2 separate regions of the Mus musculus genome follow, and region 2 is linked to region 1. A link is a contact called in public promoter capture Hi-C data. All regions are on one chromosome and are shown on one strand. Each heading gives the region's core, a stretch centred on a gene start, on an enhancer-like site or on the middle of the called end of the contact. The rest is flanking DNA. Distances are from core to core; before and after follow the strand shown. Region 1 overlaps Smap2 (small ArfGAP 2). Region 2 overlaps Rlf (rearranged L-myc fusion sequence).

Evidence for each region. Capture Hi-C pulls out chosen DNA fragments and counts their contacts.
Region 2: a contact with region 1 is called in a promoter capture Hi-C map of adipose tissue. The contact joins two enhancer-like sites. A contact is called at or near these places in 2 of 15 datasets of contacts at CTCF or cohesin (CD8 T cells and the NIH/3T3 cell line), 2 of 484 Hi-C or Micro-C datasets (both in CD8 T cells), 3 of 115 datasets of contacts at active chromatin or transcription factors (CD8 T cells, DN3 thymocytes and double positive thymocytes) and 3 of 9 other capture datasets (adipose tissue, liver and pancreatic islet).

What each region holds. Positions count from the first base shown.
Region 1 is chr4:120,977,138-120,980,692 of GRCm38.p6, reverse strand. The region is part of intron 4 of Smap2 (small ArfGAP 2); the gene reads left to right. Among named protein-coding and RNA genes, the nearest start is that of Mir7015, 5.6 kb to the right of the region's middle. Within about 2 kb of position 2,017, at least 28 of the 459 cell types and tissues checked have an H3K27ac peak or open chromatin away from gene starts, as enhancers often do. A contact at or near this core is called in CD8 T cells and adipose tissue, where this site is marked.
Region 2 is chr4:121,194,794-121,198,348 of GRCm38.p6, reverse strand. The region is part of intron 1 of Rlf (rearranged L-myc fusion sequence); the gene reads left to right. Among named protein-coding and RNA genes, the nearest start is that of Rlf, 19 kb to the left of the region's middle. Within about 2 kb of position 1,933, at least 115 of the 459 cell types and tissues checked have an H3K27ac peak or open chromatin away from gene starts, as enhancers often do. A contact at or near this core is called in CD8 T cells and adipose tissue, where this site is marked.

The DNA of each region.
Region 1 (3,555 bases), core at 768-3,267:
TATTTGCATGGGGCTCCCTAAGCTATTTCATGTAAAAAGCCTTCCCAGGTCAGGTGGCATGGGCCTTTGATCTCAGCACTCAGGAGGTAGAGGCAGGCAGATCTTCATAAGTTCAAGGCCAACCTTGTCTACAGAGCAAGTTCCAGGACAGCTGGGCATAAGGAAACTGTGTCCCAAAAAGCCAGAAAAGCCTTCCCAGACAATGAAAAGTTAAGCTAACTGGAACCATCTGTAGATGGATATTCGGCAGGGAATGAGAAGGACGTTACCTGGTGAGTCTCTATAGGCAAGGCAGTACATGTATTAGGGAAAAGGAATTCCTTGCCAACTTAATATGAACAACTCACCATCGTCTGGGGGGAAAAAGGCTTGTCAGTTAGCATAAGTGTTCCGAGAAAGAATTAGCCCCTTATACACCCCAGAGAGCACCATCCAAACGAATTTTGCAGGCCTGGAGAAATAGCTCAGTAGTCAGTAGCATGTGCTCTGTAGAGGAGGATGAGAGCTCAGTCCCTAACATCCACGAGACAGCACGCGGCTGCCTGTGACAGTCTCTGCTTCCCTGGGATCCAACACCTAAGTTTTAGCCTTTGTAGGCACTTCGCACTCACATGCACAACGTAACCCCTCCACACACACACACACACACACACACACACACACACACACACACACACACACACACATCATTCTAAAGTAAAATAAATCTTTTAAAAAGAGTTTAGAACCAAAGTGCACACGCACAACGTAACCCCTCCACACACACACACACACACACACACACACACACACACATCATTCTAAAGTAAAATAAATCTTTTAAAAAGAGTTTAGAACCAAAGTGCACACGCATTTCATTTTATTTGTGGAAAAGTAAAAGCTATGTTCACTGTGCTGAAGTATATGAAGTATAAGATCAAATGATGTCAGAGGGTATGTAGAGAGACCCAGAAGGTAGATATGGGGAGGCTGTGGCAGGAGGACACTCCAGCGATGGTCTTGGCATTGCTGTAGCCTCACCCACAAGTGTTCAGGTGGGAAAGAAAGACTGAGACTTTTAGTTTTTTTGCTATGCTTAGATGTTCTTTCATTCTTGTTATAACAAGAATTGATAGTTATTTAAGTCTCCAGCACCATAAATAAAAAGAATATTTTTAGCAGTCAGGATGGTAGCACATACCTATAATACCAGCCTCTGGAGACTGAAGCAGGAGAATTGCCACAAGTTTGAGATCTACATAGTGTCTGTCTCTGTCTCTCTCTCTCTGTCTCTGTCTCTCTCTCTCTTTCTTACCTTCTCTCATCCTCTCTTACCCCTACACACATAGAAAGAAAAAAAAGAAGGAAAGAACATTCATTAAATAAAAACAACTAGTTGTTTCTTTTTTTTTTTTAAGATTTATTTATTATATGTAAGTACACTGTACCTGTCTTCAGACACACCAGAAGGGGGCATCAGATCTCATTACAGATGGTTGTGAGCCACCAAATGGTTGCTGGGATTTGAACTCAGGACCTATCAGAAGAGCAGTTAGTGCTCTTACCCGCTGAGCCATCTCTCCAGCCCAAAGACAACTAGTTTTAAACAAAAAGTAACTGGCTTTGCTAAAGAGATCACGTGGTTAGTGTGCAGTGGGAGAGATGTAACTTCAAAGTGTTGTGTACATTGGTAGCGTTCTGCTGAGGTATTGCCCCCCGCCCAACCCCATCTAAATGTCTGCTTTTCATTTTTATTTGTTTGGGTTTTGTTTTGTTTGCTTTGTTGTTGATTTGAGACAGAGTCTCACTATATAGCCCTGGCTAGCCTGTTACTATGTAGACCAGGCTAATCCCAAGCTCACAGAGCTCCTCCTGCCTCTGCTTTCCGAGAGCTGGGATTACAGGTGCACAGTGCTCCCTTCAAAGGTCAGATTTTAAAAAAAAAAAAAAAAGACAAAACTTTGTTTAACTTCAGTATGTAGTAGTGGTCTGCTGGGCATAATGGTGCCTGCCCATCTATCATCCTAGTGGCTTTGGGTATAAACGCAGAAGAATCAGGAGTTTAAGGTCAACCTCGGCTACTAGTAAATTTCAGGCCAGCCTTGACTACTTTCGTCTTTATTTCCAAAAACAGAGACAAAAAGGAAATAGTGTTCTGTATTCCAGTGCCAATTCTACACAAAAAGACAGAGTATTATGATAAAGTTATTTTTACAGGAAATATGAAAATTAAGAGGAAGAACCCATGCTTGTTCTCGTTGTCCCCTAATGACTCATCTGGGTGTGTGCCTTCCTCAGAGGCATAACCAGAATCTAGTTATAAAGGATGTCTCCTCGCAAACATCTCACATGGTGTACATGCTCCATCTATATTTCTGTGGTCATTGTTGCATCTCCTGCTGAGCAGATGAAACAGTTTCTTTCCCCTCCATTAGCAGGACTGTTGTCACTTAAGGTTTTTGTTAGCATTTCTGGGATGGACAGCTTAGTGGTACATTTGACTTTTTACTATAGAGTCTTTTGGAAGGCTTGAGATAGGGTCTTGCTAAATATCCCAGACTGGTCTGGAACTGACTCTGTAGCCCAGGTTGTCCTTGAACTGGAGATCCACTGCCTTTATATCCGAGTGTTGGGATTCTATACCACCAAGCCCTGCCAGATTGTTTCCATCTCTCTCTCTCTTTCTTCCTTTCTTTCTTCCTTTCTTTCTTTCTTTCTTTCTTTCTTTCTTTCTTTCTTTCTTTCTTTCTTTCTTTCTTTCTCTGTCTGTCTGTCTGTCTTTTTCTTCCTTCCTTTTTCTCTCTGTTTGTTTGTTTCTTTCTTTCTTTTTTAAATGTATATTTTCTTATTTTTATGTATATGAGTGATCTGTCTTCACATATACCAGGAGAGGGAATCAGACCCAATTACAGATGGTTGTGAGCCACCATGTGGTTGCTGGAAATTGAACTCAGGCCCTCTGGATGAGCAGCCAGTGTTCTTAACCTCTGAGCCATTTCTCCAGCCTGCCTGTGAACTTTTTAAGTGCAGGCAAGTTTGTGTCACTATGCCCAGCCTCTAGCTTTGTTTCCTAATTTTAAAAATAGAGGTGAAAAGGCTGGAGACGTGGCCCAGCGGTTAAGAAAAGGCTGGAGACGTGGCCCAGTGGTTAAGAGCACTTGATGCATTTACAGAGGACCAGAGTTCAAAAGAGCAACAAAAACTGAGAGAGATTTTCTTGTATGGGGATTGTTGTTTTGAGTATCTTTGTTGTATATCCTAGACTGGTCTCAAACTCAAAATTCTCCTGCCACAATGTTCTAAATGATGAGATTACAAGCATTTACCACCTTGCCTGCCTTTAGTATTTATTTCTTGAGACCTTTTTGGCTGTTTATAGTTATGTATAACACATAGGAGATAAAGGGCACAAATGTGTGGCAACTTTTAAACTTCCATAGATTGTCTGTCTGTATTACAGATTTCAAAAAGGGTTGAGTCCTTAAAATGTGGGGTCTGCCTCATTCAGTAAGGAGGCTAATGAGGAAGATCAGTACTCACACCCCACACCAAATTGGTTGCATTTCTGCATCAGAA
Region 2 (3,555 bases), core at 684-3,183, 220 kb before region 1:
GTTAACAGTGATCTGTTTCTGGGTGGTGTTTTTATGCATAATGGAAAATAGCACATATTTAAAGATACACTACTGTTATGGCAAAAGCAAGAAGCATTTTAAAATTAAAAATGAAATGAAGCTAGAAAGTATATTTATGACCTATGACAGGATCAGTATCTAAAATAGTCTGTGGAGATGGGATGGTGGACTGGACCCAGTGAAATGTAATCAGGGTGGACGAAGAAATGTAGAGCGATGGACTGTGAGTAGGCCAGATTTCTGAGCTCAGAGCAGCTGGAAGTAATGTGTAGCGGCTGTGTTAGTACAGAAGCAGCCCAGGTCCCAGATTGCCTCTAGGTACTTCCTCAGTTCAAGCAGCCAGCTGTTTTCTTCTCACTCATTAATGTCAACCCCCTCGGTCCTCATTGCTAACTGATGTTTAAATCTTAGTTCTCATCATCTTTGGAGTCCTCCCATCTCCTTACTTTTGCATTTTAAAATGTTAACCCCTGTTTCAGGGATGAGATTCAATTGCTGACTCCCGCGGAAGCTTGCCCTTTACAATATAATCACATTGCTCAGATTTAGAACTTTATTTTCAAAATAGGATTTCTCTGTGAGGCCCTGGCTATCCTGGGACTTGCTCTGTAGACCAGACCAGCCTTGAACTCAAATGATCTGCCTGCTTCAACCTACCAAGCGCTGGGATTAAACTCTCCACCTCTTAGCTAGATTTAGAATTTTATGTATTTCATTTGTTGAGAAATTAAAATCAGAATAAGATTTCTTGTGTTATGTGCAGATTTTAAAATAATGCACACACTTATCTTTAAAAAAAAATCCAGTTACCCTACGATGTTCATTTGTAATGAACAACTGACACTTGTAGTTGTTTTAGTTGGGTCGTTGTTGCTGTTGCTGTTGCTTTGGGGGTGCAGGTTCTTCTGTAGCTGGATGAGGATGACACTGAACTTCTCATCTGTCACTGACTCTCAAGGGTTGGGATGACAGGTCTGCAAACCATGGCCATCTTTTGGTACTAGGATCAAACCCAGAACAGTGAGCAGGCGAGACAGTTCTACCTAAACTGAGCCACTTCCCTGACATGACCACAGGATTGCAAAGTAGTGGGTGTCACTTAGCACTATTGCCAGAAAACTTCCCAGAAGCAGTGACTTTCGAATGGGAGGTGGATGTGGTAAACTCTGAGGAAGTAGGCCAAATGATGACCACACTGCAGAGGCTGCAGACACTAAAGGTAGTGGAGTCGGAAGTAAAGGCAGAGTTTGGAAATAAGCATATTTATTAAAGCGATAGTAGGTTTGTGAGTTCTGAGTAGACATACAGAATAGTGATAAAACATGGGTATTGGAGGCAGGTGACTAGTTCAGATTAAAGCGTAAAATCTGTCCGTCCCCCCCCCCCCCTTTGGCTCTTCAAGGGGGTTTCTCAGTGTAACCATCTCTTGCTGTCCTGGACTTACTTTGTAGACCAGGCTAGACTCGAATTCACAGAGATCCACCTGCCTCTGCCTACTGAGTGCTGGGATCAAAGGTTTGCACTACCACACCCAGCTTCTGCTTTCTTATTTAAAAAATGAAGTAAAGGTCGGGGATATAGATCAGCGGAGGATGGAAATGACAAGGAAGTCTCTCTGTGTCTCTTTTAAATCAGCTGAAGGGTTGGATGTGGCTCAGTTTGTACAGTGCTTACCTACTGTATATGAAGCTCTGAGTTTGGACCCCTACCCAGTAGCTCATAAAACAGTTCTATAGTCCCAGTCTTTAGAAAGTGGATCAGAAATTCAAAGTCATTCGTGCCTAAATGGGAAGCCTGACACTGGCTAGAGACACTTTTTTTTTTTTTTTTTTTTTTGGCTGTAGCTAATGTGGAAAGTGTGAGTTGGTTACAAGTAACAACACAAGGTGAAAGAGCTGCGGTTTCACCTAGCCACTTCCTCATTGTAAGCAGGCAGCTGCTAGGCAAGGCCTAACATGCTTGAAGCTCTAGGTTCTACTCCAATCTTCCTCTCCCTCTCCTCCTCCTCCTCCCCCCTCATACACACACACACACACACACACACACACACACACACAGAGAGAGAGAGTAGCCTGTGGGCCTAGCATGCTTGGATATACTTAAACTTAGGTGCCATAAGAGCCTACTGTACATCTCAGCTATATATTGTATCTACCTTATTGCTGCTAGGCTCTGAATTTTGTGCATCAAGTTACTATACTAGATACTGTTGGCAACTTGCAACACATCATTAGGCATCTATGTTTCTAAATAAAACCAAACATGGAAAGGTATAGTAAAAATAATAGACAATAGAACATTTTCTGCGCTTTTCTTTTTTTAACTAGAATCCAATTTTATTCAGATCAGCACTGTCCAACAAAATACTGTCTTAATTTATGATCTGAGTTCTGGAGTGTCAGAATAAATTATGGCATACTTTGAAAGCCACAAGACATTAATTTTATAATAAAAAATGGAAGACTAATACTTTTTCAAAATATGCTGTAGAGGCCTGGAGAGATGGCTCATTGGTTAAGAGTTCTTGCTGCTCTTGCACAGGACCTTGGTTTATTTCCCAGCACCCACACCGTGACTCGAAACCACATGTAACTCCAGTTCCAGGGACTCTGAATCCCTTTTCTGACTGAGCATGTACACAATACACATACATACGTCTAAGCACGCACTCAGGATTTTTGAGACAGGGTTTCTATGTAGCTCTGGCTATCGTGGAACACACTATGTATGTACATCAGGCTGGTCTTGAAGTCAAAGCTCAACCTGTCTCTGCCTCCCCGAGTGCTGAGATTAAACTCACATTCCTCCGTGCCTGGTTCAAAATTTAAAAAAAAATTTTTTTTGTAAAGATAACCATTAAGGATATACTCTTTTCTTTCTTCCTAATCCCAGCACAGGTCATTTTTGTTCTGGGGTTCTGGCTTTTAGGATCCTCCAAATAATTTATAGTCTCTACCCTTGTTTTTGTTTGCACCTTTGTTTTATTGATTTAACTTAAAAATTGTATTTATCTGTATGTAAAAATGTTTTGCTTGCATGTAATCTGTGGTTGGTACCTGTACAGGTCAGAAGATGGATGGCATCAGATCCCTTGGAACTGGAGTTTCAGATGACTTATATGTACTGAGACGTGAACCTGGGCCCTCCAGAAGAGCAGCCAGTGCTCTTAATCTAGAAAAGCAACCTCTCCAACCCTTTTTACTCTTTTTTTAAACATTGTCTATTTTGATTAGTTTTAATTATGTAAATTTGTAGGTCTCTGCATGGGTATGTAAATAAGAGTGCTGATGCATGAGAGGCAGGAAAGGGGTGCTGGGGTTTTAACTGCTCAAGGTCAGCTGCAGGGAGCAGGTGCTGGGATTATGAATTTGAGTCCTCAATAAGAGCCTGGTGTGGTGGTGGGTGGTGCACTCTTTAATCCCAGCCTTCAGGAAACAAAGCCAGGTGGATGGATCTCTGTGAGTTTGAGGCCTGCCTGGACAGAACATGTTCCCTGACAGTCAGGGCTACATAACAAAGAGACTCTGACTCAAA